Regions from separate parts of the Anser cygnoides genome. Here region 1 is linked to region 2. The links are chromatin contacts, called in public Hi-C maps. All regions are on one chromosome and are shown on one strand. The core of a region is the stretch at or near the end of the contact, and the rest is flanking DNA. Distances in the headings are between cores, read along the strand shown.

Evidence for each region. Hi-C and Micro-C count contacts between places; a contact is called where the count stands out from the background.
Region 1: a Hi-C map of liver shows a contact between it and region 2, with 3 times the contacts expected there. The contact joins the promoter of CELSR1 here to the promoter of TRMU in region 2. A contact is called at or near these places in 4 of 7 Hi-C or Micro-C datasets (granulosa cells and liver).

Annotation. Positions count from the first base shown.
Region 1 is chr1:16,874,423-16,881,423 of Taihu_goose_T2T_genome, forward strand. CELSR1 (cadherin EGF LAG seven-pass G-type receptor 1) reads right to left here and starts at 4,239. Exons shown (of 35, transcript XM_048068507.2): 1 at 510-4,239. The coding sequence starts at 3,699.
Region 2 is chr1:16,686,000-16,692,593 of Taihu_goose_T2T_genome, forward strand. It overlaps TRMU (tRNA mitochondrial 2-thiouridylase), which reads left to right and starts at 2,304. Exons shown (of 12, transcript XM_048068494.2): 1 at 2,304-2,457; 2 at 2,822-2,916; 3 at 4,864-4,970; 4 at 5,441-5,563. The coding sequence starts at 2,867. It overlaps GTSE1 (G2 and S-phase expressed 1), which reads left to right. Exons shown (of 12, transcript XM_048068485.2): 12 at 191-595. The coding sequence ends at 274.

The sequences.
Region 1 (7,001 bases), core at 2,989-5,488, 190 kb after region 2:
TCAACCGGGCTACGTCTTGTTAAAAAAGCATGGATACAAAATCTCACCTTTTTTTTTTTTTTTTGTAAACAAAAGAGAATAAAAGGATGAGAGGAGCTGGCTCTCCGAAGCCATCACGTCTTACCAATCGTAGGCTTAACCCCAAGCACTACAGATACGTGTGCATTCCCTGCATCTTTGCAAGTTAGATTATTTACTACCTTTATGCAACCACATCAGAAAAGCTTTAGCCAAAGTACCACCTAAACCGAGGGAATATATACCCCCCCACAAACACATATTTATTTACCCTCGTGATCCACATTTACTAAACGACTTCAATGCACCACTTCAATGCACAGCACATGGGCTCGATACATTTTTGTGGTTCCTCTCCAAGAACTTCACAGATAAATTGCTGCCTCAGGAAACTGAAAGTTGCACATTAAACTGCAAGGAGCTTATTTCTGCCCATGCCACCACACTGGTCGAACGAGCAGACACTTTATGAACCTCGAACGCTTGCTTACCTGAGACCGACACTTTCATGAGGGCTTCCAGGGGCCTGTTGTTGTCCAGATCTCGACTGAGTTTGAGTTCCCCAGTGGCAGAGTCCAAAAGGAGCAAGTTTAATTCGTTGCCTTGCACAAAGGTGTAGGCCAGGCTGTCAGACACATCGGGATCGTGAGCAGGGATCTTGCCAATCACGCCAGAGGGGAAGCTGTTGGACTTGTTGGTCACGTAGTTGTTGAAGAGGATCTGGAAGTCCTGCAGCACCGGCGGGTTATCGTTCTGATCCAAGAGGCGGATGTGCACGGTCGCCCGGCTCACAAGAGGGGCCGAGGTGGCCTGCACCACAATCACGTACTCTGTCCGGCTCTCGTAATCCAGGTCCATCAGGGCTGTGAGGTCTCCATTCAACAAGTCTAGCTGGAAGACCTCGGGGATGTTGCCCTCTACTATCTGGTACATGATCTGTGCGTTGGTCCCCTCATCGGGGTCAGCTGCGCTGATTCGTGCCACAATAGAGCCCACGGGGCTGTTTTCCTCCACAAAGATGTCAAATTCATCCTTCTCAAAGACAGGAGGGTTGTCGTTGATATCCAGCACAGTCACTTGGATATCCACAGAGGCTTTCAGGGGTGGGCTGCCCCTGTCTACAGCAAAGGCCCGCAGGCTGTAGACAGCCACGTTCTCACGGTCCAGCTTGCGCAGCGTGCGTATCACTCCAGAAGTGGGTTCAATGTAGAAGTCTCCATCTCCATCATCACCACCTTGGAATGTATAGAGGAGACGGCCGTTGAGGCCCGAGTCACGGTCAGTGGCAGAGAGCTGCAGGACGCTGGTGGAGAGCGGTACGTCCTCAAAAACGGAGCCCTGGTAGCGGTCGCGCAGGAAGCGGGGCGCGTTGTCATTAGCATCCAGGATGAGGATCTCGACGTAGGTGGTGTCCGATTTCTGGGGGATGCCGTTGTCGTGGGCTGTAATGGCCAACGTGTAGGAGGCTTGGTCCTCGTAGTCCAGCTCCATCAGGGTGGTGATGGTGCCGGTGTCGGGGTCGATGCGGAACTGGGGGATGTTATCATCCAAAATGTAAGTGATTCTCGCATTCTCCCCCGTGTCTTCGTCGGTGGCACTGATGGTGACAATCGAGGTGCCAATGGGCTTGTCCTCACTGACGCTCACCGTGTAGTGGGAGCTCTGGAAGACCGGGCGGTGCGTGTTGGCATCTGTGACGTTGATGAAGACCTGGACAGTGTCAAAGCGAGTGCCGTCAGAGGCAGTGACTGTGAGCACATACTGCCTTTCCTGCTTGTAATCCAGGGGCAAGGCCAGCGTGATCAGCCCCCCTCCGCTCTGACTGGTGATGGCAAAACGGTTCCTCGTGTTGCCACTGGTGATCTGGTAAGTCACGACACTGTTCACGTCCCTGTCCACTGCCGTCAGAGTCAGGACGCTGCTGCCCACAGCCGCGTCCTCGTTCAGCCTGAGGTGGTACACCTTCTCAGTGAAGGTGGGGTTGTTGTCGTTCACGTCCAGGACAGTGATGGACACGCTGGCCGAGGAGGTCATGACTGGCACGCCATGGTCCCTGGCCTCCACCCCAAAGTGATAGTTCTCCACAGTTTCTCGGTCCAGCTCTGCGGCCACCGTGATCCACCCCGTGCTGTTGTTGATCTGAAAAGGGAACCCCGAGTCACCTGCCGTGGGGGCACCCCCAGCGGGCGGTGCCATCTCTATGAGTTTGTACTCCAGGCGCGCATTCTCCCCAGAGTCCGCATCCACAGCCTGGATGTGCAGCACCGAGTAGCCCAGGGGAACGTTCTCCAGCACCGTGGCCTGGAAGGGAGTGCTGACAAAGATGGGGGCATTGTCGTTCACGTCCACGACCTGCACCGACACCATGCCGCTGGAGTTGATTAAAGGAGGCCTGCCCCCATCCTGGGCTTTGATCCGGAGCGTGTACTCCCGAATAGTCTCGTAATCCAGAGGGTTGATCAGGTCGATGGCACCGGAGAAGGAGTGGATGTAGAACTGACCTTTGAGGTTGCCACTCACGATGCTGTAGTGCACCTGGGCGTTGCTGCCCCGGTCCCGATCCGTGGCCTGCACCTGCAGTATCTGGCTGTTGACTGGGGCGTCCTCTTGCACCTGGACCAGGTAGCGCTTCTCGCTGAACTGGGGGTAGTTGTCGTTCTCGTCCTCGACCGTAATGTGCACCATGGCCGTGGCGCTACGCGGTCCTGGATCCTTGCCCTGGTCATTAGCTTCCACCACCAGGTGATACTCAGAGACCTCCTCGCGGTCCACCGGGGCTCGGGTCCTCACGACGCCCGAGCGCGGGTCGATCTCGAAGACCCCGTCGCCCGCTCCCGGCTCCAGCAGGCGGTACAGCATGTTGGCGTTGGCCGGGGCGTCGCCGTCGGTGGCGCGGATGGTCAGCACCTCGTAACCCACCTCCAGGTTCTCCCGGATGCTCTCCCGGTACTCGGGCTGCTCAAACACCGGCTCGTGGTCGTTGGTGTCGCTCACGGTCACCGTCAGGTAGGTGGTGGCCGAGCGGCGGCGCGGGGAGCCGTGATCGGAGGCGGTCACCTTCAGGACGTGGGTGTCCTTCGTCTCCCGGTCGAGGCTGCGGGCGGTGACCACGCTGCCCGTCTGGGCGTCGATGGAGAAGTAATCGTTGGAGCGCTCGTCGAAAAGCGCCTCCATGGAGTACGTCAGCCGGCCTGCTTCCCCCTCGTCGGGGTCCTGGGCCCGCAGCACGATGACGGCCGTGCCAGCGGGCTCGTTCTCGGGGATGGACACCTGGTAGCTGGGCAGCTGGAACTGCGGCGGGCTGTTGGGGCTCCTCGCCCGCCGCGCTCCCCGCTGCCCCCAGCTCTCCGCACCGCTCCGGGGTGCCGGGGGGCAGCCTGCCGAGACCCCCCCGGCTGCGGGGGGCTCGGGGACGCCCCTCCGCCGGGCTCGCCGCGGGCAGAGCCCCCCACCTCGGGGCTCGGCGGGGCCGGGGGCTCGGCGCAGCGCGGTGCCCGCAGCCCTCAGGCTCCCGGCGGGCGGCAGCGCGGGGGGCTCGGGGGCTCGGCGCCCCGCAGCCCCCGGGGGCAGGTGGAGGAGCGGGGCGGTGCGGGGCGGCCGCAGCTCCCCGCCGCCCGCCGGGGCCAGGGCGCAGAGCAGAGCGGCCCAGGACACGCAGGAGGCGGCGGACAGCCGCGGCATCTCCGGGGCTCAGGAGGCAGAGACGGCGGGCAGGGGGCTGCCGCACAATCCATCCACCCGCCGGGCTGCCCAGCCGCCCTCATCCATCAGCCCCGGCCGCCGCCGCCGCCGCCTCCCGGGCTCCTCGGGCGCCCCGTCCCGGTCCCGGTCCCCGTCCCGGTCCCCGTCCCCGTCCGCGGGCGGCGGGCTGGAGAGCTCCAACTTTTCCACCTTCAACTTTGAAGTGAGTTCAAAATGGCTCCTCTCCTCCTCCTCCTCCTCCCGCTGCTGCTCCCGAGAGGGCGATTAGCATAAACCTGCTGCTCGTCTCCTTCTCCAAAAAAAAAAAAAAAAATTAAATACCGAAGCACTCCCCCCTCCTTTCTCCTCCTCCTCCTCCTCTTCCTCCTCCTCCTGCTAGGGCGCAGCGCCCCCTCGGCGGGGCCGCCCCACGAACGGCGCAGTCCCGCGTGGTCCCTGCGGCCACCCCGTCCCCTTCCCGTCCCTGTCCCCGTCCCCGTCCCTTTCCCCGTCCCCGTCCCGTCCCCGCAGCTCCGCGGCGGCGCGGGGGCTGCCCGGGGCGGGGATTCCCGACGGCCCCGCCCGGCCCCTCCCGGGTGGGGGCCGGGGGCCGGATCCTGCCCCCGGGGGCTCCCGCCCTGCGGAGCTCGGCGGCGGGCTCCGCGCCCCGGCTCGGCTCGGCACGGCTCGGCTCCGGGGGCAGGAGAAGGGAGAAGGTGCCCAGGGTGGCCGCGGAGCGAGCGGCTGGCTTCCCCGGGCGGCAGCCACCTGTCGTCTCGGGTTTGCCGTTTAAACTGAAATTAAAGTGATTGACAAATAAACAAATGCGAATAAAATGTATAAAGAAAGAAAGAAAAGTGGGATCGCTTTGCAGAGCGAGGGTAACTCCGGTTCCCCCCAGCCGGAGCTGCGCTGTGCGCTCTGCGCCTTTCCCAGGGCTGCCGCTTTGCTGCGGAGCAGCAGGTAGGACCCGGAGCCTTCAACTAAAGATTTCTTTGGGGCGACTTCAGATAACGCACGAGCTGCAAAGTCGCCCGGCTTGTGGGCAGAAGCAAAGCCAAAGCCCAACATTTCGCTCTTGCCCCGGTGAGCACGGTGTCGCTCCTCTCCCTGACTTTCCGACGGGCACTTTCCGTCGCTGTGTTTGCGATATTCCCCTTGGGTTTGCAATGCTCCCGCTGGGTTTGCAATATCCCCGTTGGGTTTGCAGTATCCCCGTTGGGTTTGCAATGTTCCCGTTGGGTTTGCAGTATCCCCGTTGGGTTTGCAATGTTCCCGTTGGGTTTGCAATATCCCCGTTGGGTTTGCAATGCATCCCCGCGGCTGCGGCGTCCCCTGGTGGGGGCGGCCAGAAGCGCGCAGGTTGCGCGCCCGCGCTGCCAACCGCAGCAGAGGGAGCAGGGAGCTGGGAGAAAGGAAAAAAAATGGGCCACAGGTGCCAAAAAACGCCAGGAGTACCAAAAAAGCGATGGCCCAGTTACAGAGAAAGCCAGCAAGAGGCAAGCAAGAAGACGCCGAAGGTGGCACGCTGCGCTTCTGCGATGCGCTCTGCCCCGTGTAGGCACGAAGGCAACTTTTAGGGCGAGCTGTTGCTCTTCGGATTAGGCTCTTTGAGATTAGGCTCTTGGGTACTCACGAGAAAGCCGTGGAAATTAAAAAAAAAAAAAAAAAAAAAAAAAAAAAAAAAAAAAGAAAAGATTCTTTCAACTGCTTTTCATCCCCGGAACTGCATTATTTCAAGGAGGAGGGAAAAAATGGATTATTGCCAATATGTCTGTCAGGAAATAAAAAAAAAAGCTTTATAAATTGCAGTTTTGGAAGGTGTTTAGCTGATTCAGCTTTACTCCAGCAGATTTTTTTAATGGAATTTAGAAGCTTAGTTGCCTTTTCTGATCCTCTGATGAAAACAGTAGTTCGTGAAAAGGAAGAGGAAGAAAATAGGTTCAAAAGGAATTAAAAATAACTTCCCCATTATCACGTTTGAGTGCATGTCGTGGTGCCTTTTATGCTCACAAAAATCAAACAACTCATGCTGTACTTGATTTAATTCATATCAACATTAACTTGGCATCTGGATAAAAAACACCCTGGTGTTAAGTCTATATTTTTCTCTCTGCATTTTCTTCATGCAATACTTAATGCCCACATCTTGGGGGAAAAAATAAAATAAAAAATAAAGTTTTTGTTTCAACACAATCCTTCTCTACAGGTTTTTAAATGTGAGATCCAAGTACTTGTTTCAGGAGTTTTTATTAGGTTAAATAGATCCACAAGAAAAGAATGTTTAAACTTTTTTCTTCCCATTTTATTGCAGTAAGAGGCAACATCCAAGAGTCTGGAAAGGGAAGATATTGTAAAAGCATTTGTATGAAACTAATTATGAGCATAATTACACAAAATCCTCTGTTCTGCTCCTTTTGTGTTACTTGCCCGCTTCTTTCTTGGAGCCACTTGCCGAGCAGTTAATTTTCTCTTGTTTATCTGGCGTTTCACTGTTTTCTCATTAATTACACAATTCCTATTGTTCCGGAGCCCTTTCACGCATTCTACCACTTGTCATATAATTGTGCCATAAAAATGCATTTCAAATGCTAAGCAGCAAATACAGTATTCAAATGTCGGCTCATTGCCCTGCTGAAAGGAGTGGCTTATTTAACACATGGCGACTCAAATCTTTTCAGAAAATGGTGAAATGTCCCTGCCTGTCCCAATACTGCTCCGTTAAAGCTGGGGTCACCGCTTGGGCAGGGGTCAGGCCTGGACCCATCCCTTTTGGCTGCTCTTTCTGTGGGGTCTTGCTTCCAGAATGAGTCGGAGACTGTAACGGTGAAAGCCAACCGTTGGTATAGGAAACTCAAGGTGGGGATGAAAATCAGAATTATGTCTCGTGTTTTAGCTGGCAGGTTTTCAGCAAAGGCTGATCCTTCAAAGAAAATTAGATACTCCCTTTGGGTCTCATTCCTGGTATTAACTGTCCTTTTCTATAGAAGGAATCACACCGACATCAAGACGATGGGAGACTTCCATAAAAATATGTAAGTGGGCGAGGTTTTGCCTGACCCTTTGTTTTCTTGGTACCAACTGATGACATGTTCATTTCACGGTTCAAAAAATGCTCTGTTTCGACTTGCCTGGGAGTGGAGTATTTCAAGCTTCTTTCCAAAGTGAATTTAAAACAAAACTGAGATGCTAAAAAAAAAAAAGATTTAAAAAAAAAAAAAAAGATAGCACTGTTACCCAGATCCATTCAGTGCTCAGCTCTACAAAAAATAAACTAAACTTCAACGGATTTTCTTAAAACT
Region 2 (6,594 bases), core at 1,054-3,553:
GTCTAAGAATGAGCTAGATCTTTTTTTTTAAAAAAACAAACTAATCTGAACCTAAATGCTTGAGTGTGGTGCTTGTATCTGTACTTTGGATACTAACAGGAATCCTAAACAAAAATTTAGTACTGTTAATCTCTATTAAGTCTTCTAATAATGTACAAAGAGCTAAACTTCATCATGTATTTTCTTTCAGTTAATTGATTTGAGTTCTCCTCTTATCACTCTGAGTCCTGATGTAAACAAAGAAAATCTGGATTCCCCTCTGCTGAAGTTCTGAACTTGGGCTGAAGTGAAGAATTCTTGGTATCTGTGATCTTTAAAGTGTTAGGTGCTACTCTTCACTCACATAGCTTTATGAAGATGAATGGTGAAATGCTGTAGCAATAGAATTGTAAGAGTCCTTATACAGTAAAACTCAGTCCGACGAAGAGTTTTCCTCATGGATATACCACAACGGCGTATTTAAAGTTTAAGTCAAAGGGATAGTCTCTGTATTGGAAGCCTGCATTTTTTTATTTCTTACTGGTTGTCCTTTGTGTCTTTATTTCCTATGTGCAATGAAGATTTAACTTAAAAATAAACGGGTTTAACTAACAAACTGTTGTACAAACTAGGAATCTCTTACTACAGGATTTGGTCAGTCTATTTTAATGTTTCACTAAAATCTTACAATGCAGGTAAAACTAGTGGATTTCAGTTTTTAATACAAAAGTGTTGCAAGTCAGGAAATAAATTCTTTACTGTTGAATTAGTGGAATATACTAACATTAACAGCTGGATGATTGTATGATTCAATGAAGAAAGTAACAGCATGTTATTGCCAGATGGCTTGGTCTTGACATTTGAAGGCTTAAATTTCTCCCTTTCAAATAGCAGAAAAATTAGAGTTTGCAACACTTTCATGATATGTGGAGACTTTTAAATACAGAGAGGTGAGTGGAAATGAAAATGCACACAATAGTAGCACATAACTGTTAAAGTCAGATATCTGTTTTGGAGACCAGAAGCTTCTGCTGTGCATGTATTAGCTTAGTATATCAACGTATAAAAGTTAATCAGCTTCTGGAAATATTCTATCCATTGGTAACTTTGAGACCAACTGTCTAAATAGGGAAAAAGTGTTCAGATGAGTTTGTTAAATACTGATGTTGAACAAGGCTGCTTTAGGTGGAGGTACTTTACTTTTTACCATGGCTGCCTTTTCTGTGGTTACTGCAGCATCAGACTTGTGAACCAAGACTTCTGGCAAGGTTGTGAAGACTTCTGAGTCAGAGGGAGCAACCATGCCACCCCGTCCTACTAAGTATGACCCACTGTGACGTAGAATTTCTATACTTTTTCTTGTTCCTGCTTTCCCTCTGCAAAAAGTGAGATGGATAACCAAGGCATTTACTAAAATTTCACTTAGGAGTCTGCTGCTCAGTTAAAGCAATACTCAAACCATGTCTTCATGTAGCCTTTAAGCAGGGTGCAGAAGCTAGTTCTTTGTACAGTTTCAAATGAAAACAAAGGGGGACACTTTAAAAACAACCAAAAACAACCAAAAAGGAAACACCACACCCACTCTTTCTCCCAGTATTGGTGTATTTGTGATTTCATTTTAAAATTAGGTTATGCCCTATTTCAGAAACTGAGAGAGAATCAACTGTTATGTGTCAGTTAAGAACAGTTTTGGGGGATGACCATAACAACTCTTTTATTGGCAATTTTCAGTGGGCTGTGTCAGCTACCCTGCGAACCATATCCCTGCATGGTCCTAAAGCAGGCATCAGGCCAGCTGAATAGTTGTGGGATTCACCGAGAGCTGACGGCATGTAGATGCATCCCACTCTGCCACTTTTCCCCTTCAAGGAGCAGGTCACTTGCCCAAACTTCACGGCAGTAAGTCCACAATGGGTGGGGGCTGCCCCGACCTCCAGACCTGCATCGTGCAGCATGTGGCACAGCTGCTGCCTCATTTAATGGTAGCGAACATGAAGCAATCGATCCTAGACATTAAGATTTTCACTGGGTCAAACTGTGGCTTGGTTTATCCGGTACAACTCGAGTCCTCTGCCGATGAGCAGCTGGCAGAGGTGGTTCCCACTGACTGCGCGGGGGGGGGGGGTCAAGGGCAGCAAATTCGGGCCACCTTCTCTAACTTTTACACTTTAATTGCCTTAATAACGCCTCCTCCACCCACCTCCCGTCCCACCTGCCCTCAGACAACCCCCTGTGCCGAGAAAAGCTGCCCCTGCTCGCCAGAAACCGCCCAGCCCCGCTCGCTCCCCTCACGCTAAGCCCGGCCCCCGGGGCCATGGCGGCGGAAGGGGCGGGCGGCGGGGAGGAAGGGGCGGTGGGGCCGAGCCGGGCCGATCCTGGCCGGGGCGATGCTGCGGGGGGCGGGGGCCCGCCATGTCGCCTGCGCCGTGTCCGGCGGGGTGGACAGCGCCGTGGCAGCGCTGCTGCTGAGGCGCCGAGGTGGGCGAGGGCGGCCGGGCCCCCGTCGGGTCTCGGCCGGGTCCCCCCGGGGCTGAGGGAGAGGGGAAGGCAAGGCTCGGGGCGCCGGAGGGAGCCGGTGGTGCAGGGGGAAGCCGGAGCAACTCGGCATTGTGTGCTGTTGCCGTGGGGATTTCATAAACACCTTATCTGGGTGTCAGCTATTGCTCTGCCCTTAGCGAAAATATTACGTGATAGCTTTACTGTGAAACTCCTAGCAGGGTGCGTGCATAATACAGAGTTTCTCGCATCTTCTGAAGGACGCGGTTGCCTTGAAAAACACAGTCCTAAGGCCCACCCTATAAGATTTTCAGTTTATCAGTCATTCCTTGCCTTCCCTTGGTAGGCTACCAAGTGACGGGCGTCTTCATGAAAAACTGGGACCCTCTGGATGAGCAAGGAGCTTGCTCCGTCGACCGAGATTGCGAAGATGCTTACCGGGTTTGTCAGAAGCTCGATATCCCTTTTCACCAGGTTTCCTACGTGAAGGAATACTGGAATGAAGTATTCAGGTAGAAACCTACTCAAAACAGGTGGTCTTTCAGAAAGAGATTAACATAGTGCCGTGTTCCTGTGAAAAGTGAGGATGGTAAAGGCAGTTTATTGCAGTATTATTGGTGCTAAAAGGAAGTAGTGACGCTCCTTAAACGCAGAATTGTTTTCTCTCTCATTCACATTTAACATCACAATTTAACTGTTGGTTTTAATACACTCGTTAATTTTGAAATTAATAGGTTTATCTACAGTTATTATGAATGCATGTTAATGCCATTATTGCAGCTCATTTCTTTTTCCTACATACTGGCCCAACATTATCGTAGCTTGAGGAAAAATTATGTCATGGGATGCTATTACCCTTGTTTATTTGTGTAATTTATGCAGTGCATTGTACGTTATATTAGTATATGCTGAATCCAGTTTATCACAGAGCAATCATGACTTAGCCTTCTTAAAATTTCTGACAAATTTGATGTTGTTCTCTGAAGTGGATGTTCAGATTTGCTCTTCCTATGACTTTGTTCCACTGTAATGGAAGAAAGTTATGCATGGAGAAAGCTGAAAGGTTTTCTTGGAAGGGAGAAGAAGGGAGGTATTGGTGTAACAACCAAATTTCTCTCCTACTTATTCAACATTAGTTCATTTTCCTCCTCCTTTAAGTAGTGCTCTTGTTACCTTGTCTTAGAAGAAACTGAGGAATAACTTAGTTGTGCTATCTCTGTGCCACATGGCAGTGGCATCAAGTTAAACACAAAACTCTTGCACATTCAGTGAAGAAAATGGTCCTGTTCTGGGAAGGTTCACTCCATTTTCATTTTTGGTGTGAGAGAATGAATGAATGGTATCAAAACTCTTGCGGGGTGGGGGATGGCTGTAAATGATGAATCAAAGATCACAGAAGATCAGCTTTCCTTTTGCTTCTCATCATTTATTAGTACAGCATTCCCAAGCAAAGTGTTGTAAGTATCTTGGTTTGTTCCAGAAGCCTTTTTTTCCTTACTGTCATCGCTGAGCTTGAATTTATTCCCTGAAGTCTCTCTTTAAAGGATTATTCATCAAAAACCACCTTTTATCAAGAGAACTATCTCAGGTCTTGTCTTTCCCATGGTCTGTACAGAGTCTGTTTCATGTCTTTGCATCAGAGAGATTCAGTAGTTCGTTTAAATACAGGTAAAGATTCTTTTCCAGGCTCTGCCCTCTGTCCCTTTTGACTTGAGTGACCACTGAGGGCAAGCAAAATAAAGCAAACATTGGGCCTTCTGCTGTCTCTGTGCATCGCTGTATGCTAATTTAATTTTATTAGTAGTTATTTAAATGTTTTCAAGCGAATAATGCTAAGCATTTTAGTTGCATGAAAGTGTAAAAACTACAATTTGACCATGAGAAACTATACTTATTTTTTGAGTGGGGAAAAAAAAAAAAGGCAGGAAAAAATGTCTATAAAGTTAAGGCAAGGTCCCATGACTGCTTATGGTATGCTCTCACAGATTAAGCTAGTGTCCTTGCAGCTGGAACACACAATCTCCTGGTGGCTGCTTGAAAAGCTTTGAAAAATTGATCAGGCTTTTTTAATTCTGAAAAATAAGTATTTTGTAAGAGATAAGTAGGATGTGCACAGTGGATAGCTGTGTCTCCCCTGAGTAATGGTAATTTAATAAATCATCTGTACTGTGCAAGATTGTGAATGATGGTTTGACCATGCCCTCAGTCTGGAGAAAATCCTGCAAGCATTGTTTTTTACAGGTTAAAAGCTGATGGATATTTTATCTCTTACATAAAATGCTTCATATGACTGGGTCTCAAGTTCTCCCGTGTAACTGATCTTCCTGTATTGGAGAGTATCGTGCAGTGCTAATAATGTTAATATACGTGTGACTCTTTATTTTACAGTGACTTCTTAAAAGAGTATGAATTGGGAAGGACACCTAATCCTGATATTGTGTGTAACAAGCATATAAAATTCAACTACTTTCTTCACTATGCTATGGATAACCTTGGTAAGGCTCTTTGAAGTGCATCAGTACACAGCGTATGCGGGGGAAATGCTAAAATGGTAGCAACTTCTGGAAAGGTGGGGAAAAACAGGAATTCAGTTGTGTGCATAAATTGTGCATCTCTGTGGCAGTATTTCAATATCTGTAAACTATTTGGGTTTGAATTTACTGTTATATATTTAGGAGCAGATTTAATTCAGGGATGCATGTTGACCTGAGCATTAAATCTTACATTCTTGGGTGGTCCTTAAAGTACAAAAACACAAATTCCAACATGCTGATTAACAGTTCATGTTGATTAAATAGCAGGGGTGTGATGCCTGTCAGTATAAGACTTCTCCTTAGGTTTTCTTCCTTCGTTGTTTTCTGCTTTTTTCCTAGATGTTTATAGCCCTGCTTTACACTGTGAATTTCAAGTATGTGCCTTTGTGAGTTTTATGTTTGTTTATTTTTCACCTTTTTTTCCTTGCTAGGAGCCGATGCAATTGCTACTGGGCATTATGCTAGGACGTCACTGGAGGATGAGGAAGTTTTTAATCAGAAATACACTAAAAGACCACAAGGGCTTTTCAGAAACCGGTTTGAAGTTAGAAATAGTAAGTAGTTTTATATTTCATCCTAGGTATGAAAGAGAAATTTAAACTATATTTTGTGTCACGTAATCGGGGAAGTTAACGACTTCACACGTGATGATTACTGTTTAAACCCCAGCCTCTAGAAGGCTGATTGGGCAAAACAGGGGATTTGCCTCACTGAAAATTACACTGACCAGTCAAGTGTTACATTTGCTAATCCAGGTGCAGAGGGGTAAGAATGAGTGTTTCAGGAGTAATCCACATTCTGGAGGAGCTGTAATGTGGATTAAGGAGACAGGGCTATCTTCCACACCCTGGAGAAGCATTTCAGGAAATCTTTGTCAAGTATTTCAGTGACTTATGTAAAAATTACTCGATGTGTTTCTTTTTTTTAATGAATGTATTCTTTGGCTATTCGGTATATAATAGACCTTATCATGGGGATATGCTTAGGTAGTATCTTTAGATTTACGACCTTTGAAACGTTAAAATTAATAACATTGTTTTATACAGTAATTGGACTCCAGTATAATTTTACTGGGGGAAAAAAGAATCTTTCATTCAGTGCCTTCTCCATTCCCCTGTAGGAGCCAGATTTTCCCAGGCAGATTAAGGTTCTGCCTACACTGCAATTGAAAGGTACAAGTGCAGCAAGTGTAGACATTTTTAAGGCCGTAATTCCCAGCTCAGCAAAGGTACTAACAGCAGCAGCAGGTTTTGCTCTTCACTTTAATAGCCTGCCTGTGGCTGTACATAATCAGAAGTTGATACCTGCACCACAGTGGTTCTGTTGTTACCAGTACCTGAGCCAGCTTGATTAATGCTGTTCTGGGTCTGACTCTGCGTGGAACTATTGCAGTTTGGATGGCAATGTGGGTATCTCCCAAACAGCTCTGCTGTGGGCCGTAATGCAGGAAAGTAACTCAGCTGAAGCACATAGTGCACCCAAAGGGAAAGAGACCTGCAAACTTCCTCTCTTGCAAAGCTGCCACGGTGATGTTTGTATATTACAGCTTCTTGACTTTCGGTTGTTTGTTCTGGACTTAAGGAGC